Linked DNA regions of Mus musculus: region 2 is linked to region 1. A link is a contact called in public Micro-C data. All regions are on one chromosome and are shown on one strand. Each heading gives the region's core, a stretch centred on a gene start, on an enhancer-like site or on the middle of the called end of the contact. The rest is flanking DNA. Distances are from core to core; before and after follow the strand shown.

Evidence for each region. A called contact is a pair of places that touch in the nucleus more often than the background predicts.
Region 2: a contact with region 1 is called in a Micro-C map of embryonic stem cells, with 5 times the contacts expected there. The contact joins the promoter of Gamt here to the promoter of Bsg in region 1. A contact is called at or near these places in 1 of 484 Hi-C or Micro-C datasets (embryonic stem cells) and 1 of 115 datasets of contacts at active chromatin or transcription factors (pancreatic cancer cells).

The regions. Positions count from the first base shown.
Region 1 is chr10:79,701,848-79,708,051 of GRCm38.p6, forward strand. It overlaps Bsg (basigin), which reads left to right and starts at 2,511. Exons shown (of 8, transcript NM_009768.2): 1 at 2,511-2,737. The coding sequence starts at 2,671. Gm25794 (a small nuclear RNA gene) reads right to left here and starts at 1,743; the gene lies at 1,637-1,743.
Region 2 is chr10:80,256,815-80,262,410 of GRCm38.p6, forward strand. Gamt (guanidinoacetate methyltransferase) reads right to left here and starts at 4,198. Exons shown (of 6, transcript NM_010255.4): 1 at 3,907-4,198; 2 at 2,954-3,099; 3 at 2,787-2,850; 4 at 2,363-2,430; 5 at 2,126-2,236; 6 at 1,337-1,643. The coding sequence starts at 4,087. The coding sequence ends at 1,503. It also overlaps a transcript of Dazap1 not described here.

The sequences.
Region 1 (6,204 bases), core at 1,261-3,760:
GTGACTTCCTAATGAGTCCTGCGCCTGGACTCACCTTTCACCCCTGCCCATGGCTCTGGCCTTCCTGGACATTCCCAAAGCCCCTGGCATAGTGTGCACACCCTCAAAGGAGCTACTCAAAGGACTCCTGAAGCTGTTGCCAAAGCCCTCCTTGGCTCCCATCTCCCACTTAAAAATAATTTATTTTATGTGTATGAGTACACTGTAGCTGTGAGCCTTCGTGTGATTGTTGGGAATTGGATCTAGGACCTCTGCTCGCTCCGATCTCAGCCCCGCTCCCTCAGGCCCAAAGACTGAGGTCCTGGCCAGCCTGGAATTCACTATATAAACTAGGCTGGCCTCCAACTCACAGGAGATCCACCTGCCTCTGCCTCTGAAATGTTAGGATTAAGGCTTTTAATTTCAGCAAAGGAGTCAGAGGCTAGCTGGGTCTACATAGTAAACTCCAAGCCAGCCAAGTCTACCCAGTGAGCACCTTTCTCAAACAAACAAAACGCAAAAATTGTGACAAAATGTCCACGCCACAAAATAAGCTTAAAACAACAACAGAGCCAGGCAGTGGTGTGTGTGGTGGCATATGCCTTTAATCCCAACACTTGGGAGGCAGAGGCAGGCAAATTTCTGAGTTCGAGGCCAGCCTGGTCTACAGAGTGAGTTCCAGGACAGCCAGGGGCTACGCAGAGAAACCCTGTCTCGAAAAACCAAAAAAAAAAAAAGGCAAAAAAATTTTTTTTAATTAATAAATAAATAAGATACGCTATGGAAGGGGAGATGGCTCGATTTTTAGGGTGCTTGCTGCATTTCCAGAGGACCACACTTCAGTTCTCAGTACCATATCAGGCCCATAATGCCAACTCCAGGGAAACAGGTGCCTGCCTGCTCTATCCTCTGTAGCACTTGCATTCATGTGGTACACACACACACAGCCATACTTACACATAAATAAATGAATAAATAAATAAGTAAATACTTAAAAACACAGAGACATACTTACACATAAATAAATAAATAAATACTTAAAAAAAAGTTATTCCAGGCAGGGTGGTGCACACCTTTAAACTCAGCACTTGAGAGGCAGAGGCAAGCAGATTTCTGAGTTGGAGGCCAGCCTGGTCTACAGAGTGAGTTCTAGGACAGCCAGGGCTACACAGAGAAACTCTGTCTGGAAAACACACACACACACACACACACACACACACACACACACACACTCACACACACACACACACACACAAATTATTTTATTTATGTGAGTACACTGTTGCTCTCTTCAGACACACCAGAACCTCATCTGTAATGGGCGTCAGATCCCATTACAGATGGCTGTGAGCCACCATGTGGTTGCTGGGAACTGAACTCAGGACCTCTGGAAGAGCAGTCGGTGCTCTTAGTCACTGAGTCATCTCTCTAGCACCCAAATAAATACTTTTTTTTTTTAAAGATTTATTTATTTATTATATGTAAGTACACTGTAGCTGTCTTCAGACACACCAGAAGAGGGCATCAGATCTCGTTACGGATGGTTGTGAGCCACCATGTGGTTGCTGGGATTTGAACTCCAGACCTTTGGAAGAGCAGTTGGGTGCTCTTACCCACTGAGCCATCTCACCAGCCCCTTTTTTTTTTTTTTTTTTTTTTTAATATTAAAGGCTTCACGAATTTTCGTGTCATCCTTGCGCAGGGGCCATGCTAATCTTCTCTGTATCGTTCCAATTTTAGTATATGTGCTGCCGAAGCGAGCACAAATAAATACATTTTTGAGATAGGACCTTACAACTTAGTCTAGAACTGGCTACGTAGCTAGAGCCCAAGCTGTCCTCAAAACTCAGATGCCTGCCTCGCCTCTGCCTCCCGATGTTGGGGTTAGAAGCCTGCGCCACAGTGCACGACCTTCAAATATAATTTGTTTTTGATTGGTTTGGTTTTATTCGGTTTTGGTTTTTTGATACAGGGTTTCTCTTGCAGCTCTGGCTGTCCTGGTGGTACACACTCTATAGATTAGGCTGTCCACCTGCTTTGTGTCTCCCGAGTGCTGGGATATAAAAGGCATGTGCCACCACCAACAGGCTGAAATGTAAGGGTTTTTTTGTTTTGGTTTGTTTGTTTGTTTGTTTGTTTGTTTGTTTGTTTGTTTTTGAAAAGGACAGCCGAGCATCGTGGGTCAGGCATTTACCCCAGCACTCCATCCAAAGGCAGAGGCAGGTGGATGTTTGAGTTCGAGGTCAGCTTGGTCTACAGAGTAAGTTTCAAGACAGCCAGGGCTACACAGAGAAACCCTGTCTCAAAAAGAGACAGAGGAGAGAGAGGGGGTAGAGAAGAGCGGGGATAGGGGAGAAAGGAGAGGGGAGGGGAAAGATTGGGGGTAAGGGAGGGGGGGAGAGAGGGAGAGCACGAGCGAGGCGAGAGCGCGCGCGCGCGAGCTCAAGGGCAGTCCAGGCTCCAGGCCCCACCCCCTCGAGGGTGTGGCCTGTGTGGTCACGTGCCAACGCTTCTCCACCCGCTCCGCTCCTGTAGCGCGAGCGGGAGCGGCGGACGCTGGGTACGTGCCTACTCCCTGTGTGCCTGGCGCCCCGCCCTGCGACGCCGCGTGCGTGCGTACGTGCGTGCCTGCGTGCGCGCGCCCCGCCCTTCTTATAGAGCCGCAGTGGGGCAGCTCCTGGACGAGGCGACATGGCGGCGGCGCTGCTGCTGGCGCTGGCCTTCACGCTCTTGAGCGGCCAAGGCGCCTGCGCGGCGGGTAAGAGCGGGGTGCTGGGACCGGGCTGGGGTCACGGACTTAAGGTGAGCCTCCGATTTCGGGGACTCGGTGGTTCCCTACTCGGGCTCGAGGCTTGGAGATTGTGGAGGAGTAACAGTGGCTGTGGGTGACCCTCGAGTTGAACCTAGCCTCGACTGGGCATCGAGGTGGAGGGGAGTGATCTTAGAGATGAGGCCCTGGAGAGACAAATCAAAGGTTAGGACTCTGGGGGAGACGTCCTAAGGTTGTGGGAACCGGAGGTGGAAGGAGCCGCCACCTTGTGGTGGTCCCCACCAGGACATGGGCTGGAAGGTAATTTGGATGGATTTGGATTACAGAAGTGAATGGGATGACCCCAGATTTTGGTCAGCTGGAGATGGAAGGAGCCGCTTCCCTAACTGTCCCAGCTCCCGGAATAGGGCTGGGACGTGACCCTGAAGGTTTGGGGATACAACAATGACTATAATTGGCTTAGGTTTTGGGGAGTTAGGGAAGGTGTGGGAAGAGGTGACCCTGACGCTGGAAGACAGTAAGGCTCTGGGGCAACATCTCCAACGTGAGTGAGGGCGTCCGTGGCCAGGGAGCTGTCTGGACCATCTTGGTGTCTCCACCTGCGTACCAGGGCTGGAACGGAACCCTAGTAATTTACCTCCTCCTGGTGTTGGGGCCTGGGAGAGTGAAGATAAAAGAAGTCAGCACGTTGAGGGTTCCACACCTGAGAGACAGGGCTGGAAAGTAACCATGGGCCAGAGGGACATCTGGCAGGACATCTGAGAGAGGTTTGTGGGACCTGGGGTGAGGGACAGCAGTGTTGCAGGTGGCTTCCTCCAGGATTGGAGAGATCTGGGGACTAAAGAAGCTGCCACCTTGGGGAGATCCCAAATTTGGAAGACCTGGGAGTCGAAGGAACTGCAGTCTTGGTGTCCCCACTCAGGGAACAGAGTGAGGGTCACAGTCCCTAATTTAGGAGGGCATGGAGTTAGAGAGGTCTGTTACTTTAGTGTTACCATCTGGGCAAGGGGAGGATGCGAAATAGACTTTCCTACAAAGGCTGTCTCCAAGGTTTGGGGTCACTAGGGGGACTAGAGTAGGAGGAGCTACCATTTCAGGGTGTCCATACTTGGGGGACCAGGCAGGGAGATGATTCAGAGGGTTTGGGGTACAGAAGTGCCTGGGGAGAGGTCCACAAGTTTGGGCATATGGGTGGAAGTGAGGTGACTAGGAATTTGGGGGAGGTCCTTGATGTTTGGTGATGTGAGGGGGATGGAGAAAGGATTGGAAGGTCTCAGTGGAGGAAGCTGCTGCATTGCTGTTTCTACTTAGTGAAGGAGCACAGCATTGCTTGGGGAATGTGAAAGAAGAGGATGAAGTTGGTGGGGGATAGCATTGCCTATTAGTAATGTCCTCAGGTCTCTGGAGGATGTGGATTGGAAAGGGGGTGAGAGGTGACCCCGTGGGTTCTTGGGGTAAAGAGGTGCCCAGGGATGGGTAGGCTTGGAGGGCTGGGGATGAGTGGACTCGCCCTCACATGTGAGGGTTGGGTGAGGAGTTCCTGAGAGGCAGTTCCCGCCCCTAGGTTTGGAGGAGTCCTTATCAGCTGTCCCCAGCTGTCCCTGTCCTCCTTGGGGTGAGCTTGCAGGTTCTCCATAGTCCACAGGGGCTGTATCCCTGTAATGGCCACCTGTCCCTGCCCCTCTGGGCTGAGGCAGAGCTTCAGGCTGGTCTAGGAGTTCCCTGGGAGCCAGTGCCTGCGAATGGCTCCGGACCCCAGGCTCAGGCACTTGCTGGATTATCATTCCTGGTGGGATTTCTGGTGGCCAGGGCTCTGCACACTCAGCTTGCTCCCACCCTGGAGTCTGGCCCATTCTGGCCTTAGATCCTTGCCTGATGAAGGCTCAAAAGGGCAGCTGAGGTAGGAAGGCAGGGATTCAGGGTCATGGCAAGGTTGAACATGTGGTAGGCCTCGAACACATGGGGACTGCTCTCCTGCCCTCTCCAGACAGCAGGCAAAGGGCAGAGCCAGAGCTCCACTGGAGAAGTGGGCCATGTGACTGCTGCCCCCATCAGCAGGTACAGGAGGGGCTGTCCCTGGCAGCAGTGCCCGGCGTTAATTCTGACCCACTTTTTCCAGGCCCTCTTCTTCACCATCAAAACATCTTGAGGTGCCTCCATGAGGCTGGCTCTTGGTGCAGATAGCTGTCCCCTGGTGAGATGGAGGCAGTTGATTTATTCTGTCCTGGGTAGGAAGCCTGGCTGGGCACAGGCCCAGTGGCTTTCTGCCTGGGGTTAAACAGACCTTTGCAATGCCCGGGAGCCAAGCACAGAGTGTAGCTTACGGGCAGGTCCTAACCTTTCCTGGGAACAGACCCATAGCCTACAGCCTGGGCAGGGCCCAGGTCAACCAGTGATGTGTTTCCCACTATGCAGTGGGGGAGGGGCTCTGCTCAGAGGGCTACCCTGTGGCATGGACACTTAAGGTTTCCTGATTATGAGGCTGAATTTGATATTAGGGTCTCTTCAGGCTGCTCCAAGCACTTCACACCCTGATTTCGCATGCTTGCTCTGAGTGAGTGACTAGGCTGGCCTCCCTGGCTAGGCCAACTCAGACACTCACTGCAGGGTGTTACCCCAGCGCTTACCCAGATCTAATTTAACCCTAATAATTCCTCAGGCTTCTAGATGACATGGTGAGAGAGGTGACAAGCCAACAGCCTGGGTCAGCACTGGATAGCAGGAGACTGCCTGTGGGCTGCCCTCTAGAACAGTGCCCCCCTCCCTCCCTGCACCCTGTGGTGCTGGCTTGTTTACCCAATGCCTCAGGCTGGCCCTGCTCTCACCTGTCTGCCAGTAGGCAGGAAGGAGGGACTGTGGGGACATGCTGCAAGCTGTGGGCTACAAGTCACATGGCCAAGCTGTGGAGGCTCCTGGGGTTGGGATCATAGTTAGTGGTTACCCCTAAGCAATGCTAGCTAGGCTCCGTGTGGGAAGGTTGGACAGATGTCAAGGGAGTACCACAGGGCACCCTGCATTCCTGAGACTAGATTATGGGTCATTTAGTTGGTCCTAAAAGGGCTGAAATGTGGCCATTAGGCGCATGGTCCTTGGGAACATGGTAGCCATGTCCCAGACTGATGACACCCACAGTATAGTGTCTCTTCAGAAACCTAGCTGGGGCTGGGGTCTTCAGGGCATCCGTCTTTCCTGACAGTCCTAGATGGAGTGGAGTTGATACAGACATCCTGGAGCAGTAAACAGGGAAGGGGACTAAGGGAAAGGGCACTCACTGCTGTGGCCTCCTCCTGACTCAGCCTACCCACGTGCCTGCAACTGCAGGTTGGGCAGTCCCACAGATCGCAGCTCTGGAATGTAGGTTACCAGGAAACCTCTACCAAAGCTGCTGTGTCGTTCATACCCCAGGGGCCTTGAGGCCTCCCAGGCTCTAGGTGTCACTCTTGGTCCTGGAGCTT
Region 2 (5,596 bases), core at 2,948-5,447, 560 kb after region 1:
GTGGCCCAGCTGGCAGGTGCCAGGTCCTGCACCCTCTGTGATCACTCCTGGCTCTTGAGGGCCAGTTGTGGGCAGTGTAGGCTGGTGGCCCGTTTCAGTCTCAGTGTCTCACATCTGAGCCTTGTGGCCTCTGCCCACTGTATAGCTCAGACCAGTCACTGCCTACTTCTGAGCAAGGGAAGGCAGTAGGTCTCCTCTCAAGCGGAAGACACATCTCTGGTCTGCTGCCCTTTAGGAGCTATCAACTCGGGGAGGAGGAGGAGGAGGAGCAACAGCAGCAGCAGGGGGTGGGAAGGAGGAGGAAGAGGAGAAGGAGCAGGGGGTGGGAGGAGGATATCCAGCATGCTCAGCATGATGCCCTCTTGCAGAGTATGTCAGGCCTTCGTGTCCTGCAGATTTCCATTCTGTGGCTCTCAAAGGACACACTGTGACAGGAATGGGTCAGGGAACCAGCACACCCAGGACGTGGGATGGGTGGGTGAGCCTGCCTAGGCAGGAGGAGCTTTTTGTCTGGAGACAGGGTTTCTCTGTGTAGCCCTGGCTATCCTGGAACCCCAGAGATCAGCCTGTCTGCCTCCCAAAGGCTGGGATTACAGGGGTTATACCATAGCCCACTCCAAGGCAGTTTTTTTCCTTTTTTTTTTTTTTTTTTTTTTTCTTTTTGGTTTTTAGAGACAGGGTTTCTCTGTATAGCTCTGGCTGTCCTGGAACTCACTTTGTAGACCAGGCTGGCCTCGAACTCAGAAATCCGCCTGCCTCTGCCTCCCGAGTGCTAGGATTAAAGGCGTGCGCTGCCACGCCTGGCTCCAAGGGCAGCTTTTAAGACAAGACCCAGTTAAGGTGGAGACTCTCCAGGCCAAGGGAACAGTCTGCTCCCTGCCTTGAATGCCAACCCTGGCCTTCATGCTGGGGAAGAGACTAGGGAAGAGGGCAGGGTGTGAGCAGAGGTGTCCAGGTGCTGGCTGGCCACAGGACAGCAGCCCGAAGTGAAGAAGAGCTGGCATAGGACACAGGCCAACAGGAGTGAGGCAGAGGTGGGTGCAGTGTGGACCCAGGCAGCAGATTTGGTACCAGGGATTTGCACAGTAGGGCTGCACTGTGAGAGCCACATTGCTTGTTGTGTACTGGGCTAGGCTGAGGCCTGTGGAGGCTCTCCTCTACCCTGGCCTTGGTGAGACCCCACAGTCTCATCCTGGGCCCCCTGTTGAAAACAGACAATGGTGGATTGGTCATGTCTGGGTGGGGCAGGGGGCACCGAGCACCACATCTTCTGAGGCAGAGGCAGTTCTAAGCCAGATGTGGTCCCTCACCTTTGGCTCACTGCCAACCAACCCACTAGTCTTCTTGTTAGCATTTATTTTACTCCTGAGCTCTGGGAAGATGGCAGTGCCAGGCAGAGGTTAGGATGTCACACTGAGGGACAGTGGAGAGGCTGGAGCCCACAATCCAGCCACAAAGGTACTGAGGAGGACACAGGCTCCTTGTAGACCTGGGCCGGCTGCTCAGTGCTTGGTGACCAGGGGTGTGATCATCTGAGGGAAGGCATAGTAGCGGCAGTCGGCTGGGGGCACCAGTGCCATCACCTCTGTGCAGATGTTTTCTTTCAGGAAGCCAGCTTCCTGCAGTGCAGGCACCTGCGTCTCCTGTAGGGCGGGGTCACAGGTCACCCCAGATGATGTGGGACAGGACCTGGGTGTGAGTGAATTCTGGTGCAGGCAACAATTTCCTGATAAGCTCTGCTGTGTCTCAGACCAGCATCCTTGCACAGGCCCGCTGTAGGCCTCTCAAGAAAAGAGTCTTATGTGATGAAAGCTGCCTCATGGGCTGGTGGGAAAGCTGTCCTGCTTGCCCTGGTACTGGAGGGCATCTGTCCCCAAGACAGGCACAGCCCCACAGGTAGAGTACAGTGAGCAGGGCTGTACAGAGCACTGAGGAGCCACCAGAGGCTAGGACTAGTGGGGGCCTTCCTGACTTCAGAATGGAAAATCACAACCCTGACCGGACCTCTTGAGAGCTCTGGCCCCCTAGGCCAGCGAGCAGAGGGCCTCCCCCATGCCATGGCCTGAGGAAGGCCACTGCCAAGCTTCGGGGTAAGGTCTTCCTCACCTGCTCTCAGGCAGCATACCTCAAACATGGTGGTGATGTCTGTGTATTTGGACTTCATGAGCTCCCCCCAGGACGTGAGGTTGCAGTAGGTGAGGACGCCCCCGGTCTTCAGCAAGCGGAAGGCATGATTCTGCAGAGAGGCCAGTGGACAGGAAGGGGTAGGACCATGGGAAGAGAGCTGCTGGTCTGTAAATGTCACATGCCCTGCCCACCTGACCTTCCAAGGCCCACCGTCCCTGGCCCCCTGCAGTCCTACCTTAATAAAGTTGAACTGGTGAGTGTGCCAGGCCTCTTCAGACAGCGGGTACGTGTCATATAGAATCCCTGCAGTTTGAACACATACCAGTCAGCGCTGGCACAGCCTTGCCCAACCTCATCTGAGCCATCCCATGGCCTTGGACGCTAACCCAGCCCATACAGCTGCCCTTCCCACGGATGTGTCCCCAGTGCACATTGGAGGTGTGTTTGTTGGGATGGGGGACAACTTGTAGGCATCCATTCTCTCCTTACACCACGTACATCCTGGGGGTCAAACTTTGGTCATCCTTTTGATGGCAAGCTCCACCAGGCTGAAGAGGGTATGGTAGTGTAAAAGCAGGCACAGGCTGCCAAGTAGTACCCAGACGCTAGCGGGTTCCCCAGAGCTCAACCCCTTTGCCAGGCTCCCAGAGTTCCCTCACCATCAAAGTGACCGTCAGGCAGGGTAGGTGCCACCTCCTCCCACAGGCCTTTCAAGGGAACAACCTTGGAGAGGAGAGGGTCAAAAGAGGTTGAGGGTCACATGGGACCCCATGATCTCCCAGCCCTGAGGGTTACTCCCAGTCTGCACCCCAGCGGCAGAAGGTACCTTATGTGGCTGCCGCAGGGCCCAGTCTTGTAGACGCTGGAAGACCCCATCATTGCACTCAATAATCCAGTGTTCCTCTATGGGGGCCTGTTGCACCCTGGAGGCTGCAATGGCCATACCGAAGCCCACTTCCAAGACCCGGCCCCCTAGGAGGACAAAACATGACAGCTGGTTTGGGTGGGGGAGGGGGACTTAGATGTGAGGCCTGGCTCACACTTGCCTCAAGGCCAGCCAGCCAGCCAGCCAGCAGGACCATGTGGGTGGACAGAACAAAGTAACAGCAGAGTGTGGGCTCGGGCCAGCTGCCAATCAGAGCGGCTAGCCTGGGAGCCCAGGGCCTGGCCCCAGGGATCCCTGGACTCTGAGCCCCTGCCCACGCGATTTGTGCTCTAATCTGTGAGAAAGGGCCAAGCCTGGCTTGGAGGCTCTACACCTGCAGCCCCTCCACGTTTCATTCTGCACCTAATACCAAGTCCTCATTTGCCTTGGGTGAACTTTGAAGTCCACTCACTCACTGCCCATCTGCCCTGTTTGAAGCTGGGGTGCCTCAGACACCACCCCTTGTACAGAAGTTCAGGGCCACAGCACCGGGACAGCTGCCTCTCTGCTCAGTTTTCCCAAGCTATTCTTAGCAACAGCCCCTGGAGACTCGGAGGTTCCCGACAAGCACAAGCCTCACGCCCCTCTGCTCTTTCTCGCTCTTTCTATTAAGTTCCACTCGACTGTGGTCCGAAGACCCAGCCCCGGGAAGTAGAAATCTTCCCTGGGAGAGGAAGTTCCAGTTCGGAGCCGGGACCTCTTTCCTGCGTCCACTTTTTGCAAATACCCTTCCCTTCCCGACCAAGGTAGCCCCAAGGCAGCTCAGTGCCTCAGGCAAGGAAACTGAGACTTGCAACATGCATGGGAGCTCCTGCTCTTTTAAGCTGCAGCCTCAGTTTCCTCTGGCAGAGTACCTCTGGAGGCAGCAGCCGCCGCTAGCGCATGCATATAGGGGGTCTCCCAACGCTCCATCACTGGCTTGCCCAGGATTTGCAGGTGCGTGTCAGACGCGTCATAGGCCGCGGGGGCCGCGCGCCACGCGGGGCCGCAGTCCTCGCCGGGCGCGAAGAGCGGGCTAGCTGCAGAAGAGCTCATGGTGAGGCTGTGCAAACCAGGCCGGGAGCGCAGGGCTGCGGAGCCGCGGGGCCGGTGGAGGCGGAGTGGGGCGGTGCCTCTGCACAGAGATTAGCCTTGCACTCAAGTGGGTGGGAGCCTGAGGCGGGGGCGGGGCCTATGCGCCCTAAAGAACTCCGTGGCTGAGCCGTGTGGGCGGGGCCTACTCGCTGGGGCGGGGCTTTTCTGGGCTAGGGTGGGTCCAGTCATTAGAAGAGGGTTGGCCCTTGCTCTGGGAGGGGGTCCAGCCTGGCACTGGGCTGGGCCTGGGTGGATGGAGCTGAGGGACAGGGTGGAGCGTGCTCACGGTCGGGGCTACTCGCTGGAGCCCAAAGTAAAGTTCTGAGGGGCGGATCTACGGAATGGGATAGGTCCTGCACTGGTGGGCTGGGGAGGAGTCCAATCTTTTGCTATGGATGGGGCCAGAGCTGTGGGTTGGGACAGAATCCAGACTTCTATGAGGAATGCAGGCAGGAGCCATACAGGATGGAGCCTGTATGGTAGGACAGAGTCCAGCCTTCTGCTAGGGGCGGGGCCGGAGCAATGGGGTGGGGTCACCATTCTGCTAAGTATGAGAGACGAAACTAAGGAACGGGGCCAGCCGGCTGAGACCGTGGTGTCCAGCCTTCTGCTACGGATGAGGACAGAGCCATGGGGTAGGTGTTTATGGGATAGGATGAAATCCAAGCGTTCTGCTACTGGCGAAGCCTAGTCTTCTTTCACGGGTGGGGCCCAGCCTGGTAGAGGCAAAACAGGATCCGGGGCCTAGCTTTCCGCTAGAGCTGAGGCTGGCGCCAAGGAGGCGGGGCCTGAGGATAGGGTAATTGTGGAGTCCAGCTGAGTCCATCCTTTTACTATGAATGGGGCGGAGCCTGCGGACCTGGGCGGGGCCAAGTTATCTAGGCAGGAAGTTGGAGCCATGAGGGGTGAAGTGCCTGCGGTGCAAGGAGGGACGTTTAGAGACTACCAGTGGTCCCAGTGCCATGGAGAGTACCATATGCTGGCACGTGCACTGTTGTGGCTTCTGGAGGGGCGGGGCAAGCTCCCTGGCACCACATTTGGAATGAGGCTTGACTTTCTGCATTTGCCTGGCTGGCTCGCAAGGGTACTGGATTTACTGTTTGAAGAGGCTGTGAAACTTCCTGATCTCAGCGTGTCGTCCACGATGCTCCTCTAAGTTGATTCTTTTTTTTTTTTTTTTTTAGGTTTTTCGAGATAGGGTTTCTCTGTGTAGCCCTGGCTGTCCTGGAACTCACGCTGTAGACCAGGCTGGCCTCGAACTCAGAACTCCACCTGCCTCTGCCTCCCCAGTGCCGGGATTAAAGGCGTGCGCCACCAGGCCCGGCCCAAGTTGATTTTTTTATTTCTATTTATCCGTTTATTTAGAGACAGGAGCTCCTGACTGGCCTGGAGCTTGCTATTGAGAACAAGTTGGCCGCGAACTCACAGATTTCTGCCTGATTCTACCTCTGAACTGCTGGGATTTAAAGG